2 separate regions of the Macaca mulatta genome follow, and region 1 is linked to region 2. Evidence: chromatin contacts called from public Hi-C data. All regions are on one chromosome and are shown on one strand. Each heading gives the region's core, a stretch centred on a gene start, on an enhancer-like site or on the middle of the called end of the contact. The rest is flanking DNA. Distances are from core to core; before and after follow the strand shown. Region 1 holds the start of SKIL (SKI like proto-oncogene). Region 2 holds the start of PRKCI (protein kinase C iota).

Region 1 (4,443 bases), core at 776-3,275, 130 kb before region 2:
AGAGAAGGGGGTGGGGGAACAGTTACATTTGAATTTGCTTCAGAGGCCAAACGGGGCCAGTTTAAAACCAGTTGGTTTTTTTTTTTTTTTTTTTTTTTTTTTTAACGGAGTCCCGCTCTGTCACCCAGGCTGGAGTGCAGTGATCTCGGCTTACTGCAACCTCCGCCTCCCGGGTTCAAGCAATTTTCCTGTCTCAGCCTCCCGAGTAGCTGGGACTACAGGCGCAAGCCACGACGCCCAGCTAATTTTTTAGTATTTTTAGTTGAGTCGGGGTTTCACCATATTGGTCAGGCTGGTCTGGAACTCCAGACCACAGGTGATCCTCCCACCTGGGTCTCCCAAAGTGCGGGAAATACAGGTGTGAGACACCGCACCCGGCCGAAACCAGTTGCTCAATCTTAAACTGAGTTCACTTTACCAAAGGTGAAGCTTGAGTGATTTCTTTAAATCTAACACCAGTTTACTAGAAGAACATTCATTTAAATAGGAAAGCAATTTGGAGTTGGAGAAAGCTAGCAATAATACAACACAAAAGGCCATTCGAGTTCAGAACATGAAGACTCTTAAACAGATCATCTCAATCAGTACCAGAGGCTTTCTCAGTTATGCCATTTTAAGGGAGGAAAAAAATCCATTACTTCATCTCCTATTTAAAAAAAAAAAAAAAAAAACAGTTTCATCCAAAAAAATCAGATAGGAGTTAACATATCTACCATATGTAACCAAGTTACAATTTTAAGTGAATTAATTCAGCTAGTCCATGTACACTAATTTTCTGAAATAACTGTAGACAAAAATTAACTCTCTCTTTAAAAGGTTAGCGATTTTACTTAATGGAAGCCAAAAGCTATAGACTCCACACCTGGGAATCTCCAACCTTGAACAAGACTAATCCGGGACAAAAAGCACAAGGCAGACAAACCTCACAAAGAATGCAAATGGAGGAAGAGGGGAAAAGAAAAGACTCTTCTACTTCCTTCTTGAGAGAAAACCCAAAATAAATCCAATAAATAGAAATTTTTACTTCCCAAACTCTCAGCAATTTACCTTAAAACAGACCCAAAGGATTAAGGACCAATGCCACCAACCATCGTACAGATTTTTGTCCACCACGAGAACACACCTCAGTCAACACAGGCCAAGGAAGAGGGCAAGAGGCATGCCCTAGAATGCGGGAGCCCCTAAAACCCTGAAGTCCTCCGCCCACTCAAAGCCACCCACCTATCTCTAACCCGAAGAGGGGGAGAACAAGGGACACGGGAAGCCTGGGGGTGGGTGTGCAAGGGGGCGGAGGGAAGTAAAGGGAGGAGTCCCCCCACCCCCACCCGCGAGCCTGGGATAACCCCAAGTGCCCTCCCAACACCGCCCCCCCGCGGGGGCCGCGGGAAGGACTGTGGAAATCCCCCCCCCTCCGCGCGCCCACTCCCTGGGAAGTTCTCGGGTGTCACCTCAGCGACCCTAATGGTGCACCTCCCCCCGCCAGCCCCGGGCCAGAACGAAGAGGGCATTGGGGCAGTTCAGGCGCCGAGAGCGGATCCCCGCGCCGCCGGGGGCTGACGGACCGGGTCGAGACCAGGGCATCCCCGCGGAGCGCTGCTGGAGTGGGGGAGGGGGGCGGTGACGGGCGTCCGGGTCTCCGGGGTCCCCGCGGCTCCCGTCAAGTGCAGCGCCCTGCCCTGCCCGCGCCCACCGCCTGGGGCCAACGAAGCGTGATCAGCTGTGGGACACGCGCCTAGCGACCCCCTCTGGCCCCGACCCCCCCCCCGGGACCCGCGCATCCAAACCCCCTACTCGGGCCTCGGTGCCCGGGAAGCTCCACGAGCTTTGTGAACTCCCCACCGCCCCTGTCGCCACCGTCGGGCTCCCAGGAGGGTGAGCGCCTCTGGCCTCCCGCCGCCTCCGCCGCGTCCCAGCCGTGAGCCGGAGCCGCACCTGTGCCCGCCGCCGCCGTCGCCGCTCGCCCGCTCCCTTCGGCTGTGCCGGCGCCGCTCCGAACCCCACACACATCGCTACACACAGCCCTCTGACGTCACCGAGTCCTCGGCCCGCCCACGTCACTGCGGAGACACACGGCTTCCCGCAGACGCCGCCGCCGTCTCCGGCCGCCCGGGGGAGAGCGAGGGCGGCGGGGAGGGGGAGGGGAAGGGAACGAAGCCAGCGGCGGCGCCGCGCGCGCGGGACCGCCGGCGTCTCCGCCGCCGCCGCCGCCACTTCGCGGCTCCCGACCCCCTCGGGGACGCGCGCGCCGTCTGGCCTATTGTAGCTCCTCAGGGCACCCCCCGGCCCAGTCGTCTCGCGCGCGTGCCCCTCCCCCCAGGCGCGCGCCCGGCGCTTCTGGCCCCGCGCGCCGTCTGGGCGGCTGGCGCGCGGCGCTGTCTGCGGTGCACCCGGCGCAGACAGGATGTTCCCTCCCCACCCCACCCTCACCGCCGCCCTCCCTCCTTCCTTCCTTCCTTTAGTCGCCCAGCCGGCTGTCTGGGGCCACCGCCCCGCCCCCGCCCCACCCGCCGCTCTGTGGTGATGGGCCAGACCCGGGGGCGCCCTGGCCGCTCGGACGCCGCGCAGCGGGGAAGAGGGGGCAGGGCAGCCACGCCGTGCACTGTGCGCGACCCCAGCAGCCGGCAGGGCGGAGGCAGTGCTCGCCCGGCAGAGCGCCGCCGCCCGAGGTCAGGCACGGGCGACCCTCCCCCTGCTGGGCCGCAGCTGGGCCGCCCCGCCCCGGAGGCAGCCGGGCGGCGGCCGCCCTGCAGGGCCCCGGGGGCCGGCTCTGCTCCCCGCCCCCGCGGGACCTCCCTCCTGGGCTGCCCCTCGCCCCCTCGGGGCCTCCTGCCCAAGGGCCGCCCAGCCAGCTGCCGGCGCTCCGCCCCGCCCCGGCGGCCCCGGCCTCGCCCGAGCGGCCTCCACCCAGACGCCTTCCCCTGGCTGACCTCCATCCGCCATCGGGTCGGGCGGGAGGGGTGGCCAAAGTTCTGGCAAAACCGAGAGCAAACATTTCTATCCCTGCTCCCCAGCCTCCTGCCTCCACCCCACCAGGCTGCTCTCTCGGTTCCAGAAGGGAGCTATAAATTACAGGTTTTTACAGTGTTTACTGAGGCCTTTTTCTTTTTTTTTTTTGGAGAGTGACGAGACGAGGTTGGGAATATAGGACTCAAGAGCTTTCCGGCTGTGACCCTCTGAGGCGTGTAGGGTGGTCTTCCTGGTTCCCAGGGTAGCCGATTAGCATATTGAACTCTGCAGAGCTGCTCCGTCACATTTCGAAACACCAAGAAATCCCCTTTTCTCCACCCCACCACAAGATCGGGAACTGAAATAGTCCACCGAGTAGCAGTGCACAGAATTCAGGAGACTCGAGCTTTGTCCCTTTTTTTCCCCCATTTTCGTCCAATTTCTTCTAGTTTTACTGCCTCGAGTTATTCCTATGGGGGCCCACATTTGGAGTCGGCCGGCTGGAAATACTTGTGCTCGTATATTTTTTTTATTATTATTTCCTCACAACAGGCCTCCGAAAGGCTCACAAGCCTCCCAATCCCCACCACTCGCTGCACCTCCACCCAAGTTCCCTTCCTTAGGCCCCCACCGCCGAGCTCCCAGGTCGTGCCCCCTCTCCACCCCGCCCCCCTTTTCTTCCTTCTTGACTGCCTCCTTTCCTGAACATGAATAATTCCACAGCACTTCCCATCTGTTATTGCCATAGAGACAGAAGCTTGGCAAAGATAATGATGTTCTGTGCAGAGCCAGTGGGGGAAAAACAGCATCTGCGAGTCTGGGGGGATAGATTTTGTAACTGTGAGAATATTCAGAAGGCCTGGCTGAAGATCTGCTGTGAAGACTGGACAATCCTGAAACTTCGCACCAGGTCAACTCAGCACCTGGCTCCTGTGTCTAGCCAGAAGGAACAATTTTTAGAAACCCACATGACTGCTTAATAAAAAAAAAAAAAAAAAAAGTAATTCTGAAACTGCAATTATTAATAAATGTTTAGTAGTCATTTTACCAGCCATAAGAATAATTACTTGCTAGCATGTCCAAGAACCAAGATAAATTGGACAGTAAATAGACTTTTGAGAAATCAAACACATTAATCCGCCTCCCCATTCTGTTTATTTGCATTCCTCAGAAATCTGTTTTTGAGAGATCTTTCATGCCTGTGATATTCTGTGCAATGGTTTGACAAATAGTGACCGGCAAGTATGACTAGAACCAATCAAAATTGAGGGCATTTATTTTTCCCTTATTGGTCAAAGTACAAAATGCATCAAATTAAAATCACTTTGCCCTTGAATTCCCAAACCTCAAAGGTACGTGTTTGAAAGCAAGTGAAACTGAACGGGGTCCATTTATACATAGATCTGAGGCAGATAGGGAGGCTCACAGGAAGCCACATTTTTGCAGGCCTACTTAAGGATTTTCAGAACTTATCAGTAAAATTGATTGTATCATACG
Region 2 (4,350 bases), core at 1,637-4,136:
AAGAAAGAAAAGGGTAGAGGGATAGAGGAAATGCTATGTAATAATGGCCCTTCAGAAGATTGGAGAGAAAAGAAAACTTTTTCAAATGCAGAATGTTCTTACATTTCTTGGAATAAAGGAAGCATTTTCTATTTTAAAATCAGGTAGGTGTTCTAGTTAGCCAACCTGTTTATTAACTATCCTTGTCCGTGACTCATTTTAGCTTCATCTATATTAATGAGCAGCTGACTATGTAATACCACAATCATCAGTTTAGACTATACAAACACATAATCTTAACAGATCTAATTTCAGAGGACAGAAATTTGGTACAATTTAGAGTGCTGATATTGTCTTTAAATGAGGCTTGAAATGAAGGTACCATTAGAAAGCTTTCACTGAACAAAGACCAGTATACAATGGGCAAGAGGTTATCTGTGCCTCAGCAAAATTTCACAGATTTTAGAAGACAATGTTACCTTGAATGTCTTCGAAAATTTTTAGTCAAACACTACAGAAGCTGTATGTCCTTATTCTCTTCTTTTTAATAACTGGAGCAATACGCTAAGATAATTTGCTATCTAAATTCATGAAGTACAGCAAGACTTTGATTTCTTCTCAAAGGAGAAGTTTACAACGATTTTCATTTACTAACTAGGCCTATTTACATGTGTCAAACTAATATAAATGGGAAAATAGAAAGAAGCACTAATTTCTTACCTTTCATAGACTCATTGGAGAAGATGATCTCAATTTAATAAGCCAAGAATGTACTGAAAGCCTTAGGGCCAGGCGCAGTGGCTCATGCCTGTAATCCCAGCACTTTGGGAGGCCAAGGCGAGCGCATCATTTGAGGCCAGGAGATCAAGACAAGCCTGGCCAACATGATGAAACCCTGTCTCTACTAAAAACACAAAAATTAGCCCGGTGTGGTGGCGCATGCCTGTAATACCAGCTACTGGGGAGGCTAAGGCAAGTGAACTGCTTGAACCCAGGAGGCAGAGGGTGCAGTGAGCCAAGATCATGCCACTGCACTCCAGCATGGGTAACAGGGTAAGACCCTGTCTCAAAAACCAACAAACAAAAACAAAATAAAATAAAGTGAAACATCTCATTCATCAAATTACAAGTAAGGGTTTTTAAAAAAAGCAAAGGAAGCTTTTTTCTCACCTTGCAAAGTTCATGGCTGACCATCCTCAAGTCAAAACAGTTCTTGTGACAACTACAAACTTTAAAAAAACATACACAGATTTCTTGGTACTGATTTAAAATCAAAATCTCCTTATTCAATTTTACCTGTTTAAACACAAAGGTATCATACTGTCCTATATAACTCCAATAAACTACTCCTGCATACAGTCAGGCTAACAATAAACAGAGGCCAGAGGCTTCATGGCAGCAAACTAGTAAGTCCTTACATCAAATCAACACAACATTTAGGGGCTTAGATTTTCTTTGAAATCAAAACAAGAGAGGCAGTTTGAGAGTTTGCTATCTTCACTGATCCTCTCAGGAATGTAAAAGTATGCACTACAATTTCAACCTACCACTGCTTGAGTTTTTTAAAGCAATTTACTTCTACCTGGACAAGCAGTAAGGCAAGTCAAAGTAGCTGGGTTTTTTGTGACTTCTCAGTCTCAAACCTTTATGGTCACACTAACATTTCACATTTCTAATGCTCCTAAACATAATTATCTCAAAAAAAAAAAAAAAAATTCAAACCACAACTGTATTTAAAGGAAGGGGACACTTTGCGTCACTGACAGAAAATGATTTAACACAATGAACTCAGAACTGGGTTTTTTCTTGTAACCATAGTAAGAGTGAAGATCAGAGAATTTAAAACTGCAACTAGGCTAGTCGCACTTTGCAGTATCTCACCCTATCGGGTAGTCGTTCAAACAACACCGAGAAAGAAAGGCTCACAAAATTTTGATTTACACACATGCAACTTAATCTTGACGAGACATAAGTACCCACTGCACGTCCCTGAAAACGCATCGACTTGATTCTTAAATACAACCCCTATGTCTAATATACTGGCAGTGCAGATACACTACGTGAACACAACGGGGATGAAGATATATCTAAGAGAACAAGAGGCGTTAGGCCTGCTGGTAATCAAAACGGCCAGCTAACTGAAGTAGTCCCGTTTTCTATCCCCACAGCAAACAGAGTTAACTAAAGCACCGCTTGGAATCCTCAACTCGCAACCCCAAATACACCCAGACTTAAGGATGCAAGGCCACTACAAAGCTCTCAGTAGACGAGTCTCTCGTCCACACCAGGTGCACCTACTCTATCCCTTAGGTTCCTCCTCGGACCCTACTCTGGCCCCTTGGGTCCCCGCACTGCCATACCTGGGTACCCCTCCAGTCCTGCGTCCCCTTGCTTCGCCCCCACCCCCATCACTTCGTCATTCGCCCTGAGTCACCGGAGCCGCCCGCCCGCCCAGCCCAACCCGCCTACAACACCTCCAGCCCCTCACCCTCCCCTCCTCCATGCCGAGTGGAGCCGGCCTGTCCCCTCCCGCCCACGCGCCCTGCCCCAGGACACTCACCCGCGGTAGTAGGCTTTCACCCGGACCTGGTGGGAATGGTCCCCGCTGCCGCCGCCTGCGACCGTGTGGGACATGGTGCTGCTGTCCCTCTGAGTCGGCATCTCCTCACTCCCCCGCCTCAACACTGGAGGCCGGGGGTGCGGGGGGGCGCTCCGGACCCCGTGGGGGACTCCGCCGCCCGCGCCTGTCGGAGAGCCGCGGCCGTCAGCCCACCTACCTGCCCACCTCGCCCGCAGCGCCGACCCAAGGGTCGCCTCGCCGGAGCAGCCGGAACCGCGCGGCTCCTCCCACTCCCCGTAGGCGCCGCCGCCTCTACAGCCGCCCGGGCCCAGGACACCTCCTGCGTCGGTCCCTCCCACTTCGCTCGCTCCAAAGGCCCACATTCCGGGGTAGGGCGGGCGCAACCATCTAGCCAGCTCAAGGAGCCTCAATGCCGGGCTGAACCATCCTTACGGGGGCAGAGAAAGGAGACAGAGGGAATGGGAGACGCTGCTTATGGCATCAAACAGGCCAGGAGGGGTGCTTTCACGCGAGCTGTGAAAGAGACAATGACCAGCTCTAGATCACTAAAGTCTCTTCCCTGGAGGAACAATGGTAGGGACAAATTCTACGACACCTCACCCTAGCCTCGCAACTTGGTCACGCCTGCGGTCGGCCGACTTGGCACCCGGGATAGATTTGCGTGCAGGTTTCTGGGATTTGGAGTCCTCATGGCATTCTGGGACTTGAGGTTCCTTGCGCGTAGGGTTGCGCGCCTTCCCGTTGGTGAAGTCTCTCTCTCCAGCGTGCTCCCTGGAGCTGTTGGGGTGGAAAACCTGGATCCAGCTTGGGCATCTGAAGGTCCTGGAAATGACTGGGCTTTCTCACGTTCTAGACTTTATTATCTGATTAAGTCTCCCATCTTCTAATTGCATAAATCGTCTAAATTATACATGTCTTTTTGGGGAACAAGAATTTGGTTACCTGCTCAGCGTAACCTCTTTTATGGAAATAATTTAATAACATATGTAACAAATATAATAAAGGAAGAAAGTCAACCAGAAGATAGGATGAAAACCCGATTTTTCTTATTTGGGGGCCCCCATATCTAGGCCCTTGTAGACTGCCCTTGCATGGAACAAGAGCATAATGAATACTTGCCCAATCAAGTCAGTCAATCCAAGAGCATTTCATTCTGTTAAAAACTGGCTTACCAAGGATTAGAAAGAATCGTCCTTGTAACCTAGTCTCTGACTTTCCTAGGATGTTGGCTCTGACACATAATTTACACTGCAACTACAGGTAGCATGAATCCAGCCCCTACAGCAGTCCTGGTGCTGAACGAGTTGGAATAATCAAAGAAATAGCTTTCTTTACGATGATAAAATAGGCTTGGGGGACTGAGTCATCAGTTATGTGTGACATTTTAGCGTGGTACGACATCCTCCAACTGCTACAGACTTGGATTATATACTCTTACTAAAAATTCCCCTTGAGTCAGGCAAAGGGCTACATGCCTGTAGTCCCAGCCTTTGAGAGGCTGAGGCAGGAGGATCACTTGAGCCCAGGAGTTCAAGGCCAGCCTGAGCAACATGGTGAGACCCCATCTCTTAAACAGACAAACAAAAATCCCATTGAAAACTTGGTATCAGGTTTTCACCAATTGGAGACCTGCATCAGCATGTTTAATACAGAGGGATTAACTATGGAATATACGTTATTTCTAGTGGAAAATTTAGCAGGCTTGTGACAAATTTGTAATGCTGTAGAAAAAGAAATTTATGTCATATAGGGAGTGAAAATGTATAGAGAAATGAAAGGTAAGACATGGA

The links. Hi-C and Micro-C count contacts between places; a contact is called where the count stands out from the background.
Region 1: a contact with region 2 is called in a Hi-C map of fetal cortex germinal zone, with 2.5 times the contacts expected there. The contact joins the promoter of SKIL here to the promoter of PRKCI in region 2. A contact is called at or near these places in 2 of 14 Hi-C or Micro-C datasets (fetal cortex germinal zone and fetal cortical plate).

What each region holds. Positions count from the first base shown.
Region 1 is chr2:82,070,287-82,074,729 of T2T-MMU8v2.0, reverse strand. It overlaps SKIL (SKI like proto-oncogene), which reads right to left and starts at 2,025. Exons shown (of 7, transcript XM_077991676.1): 1 at 1,933-2,025.
Region 2 is chr2:81,938,455-81,942,804 of T2T-MMU8v2.0, reverse strand. PRKCI (protein kinase C iota) reads right to left here and starts at 2,886. Exons shown (of 19, transcript XM_015131633.3): 1 at 2,540-2,886; 2 at 1,150-1,208. The coding sequence starts at 1,163.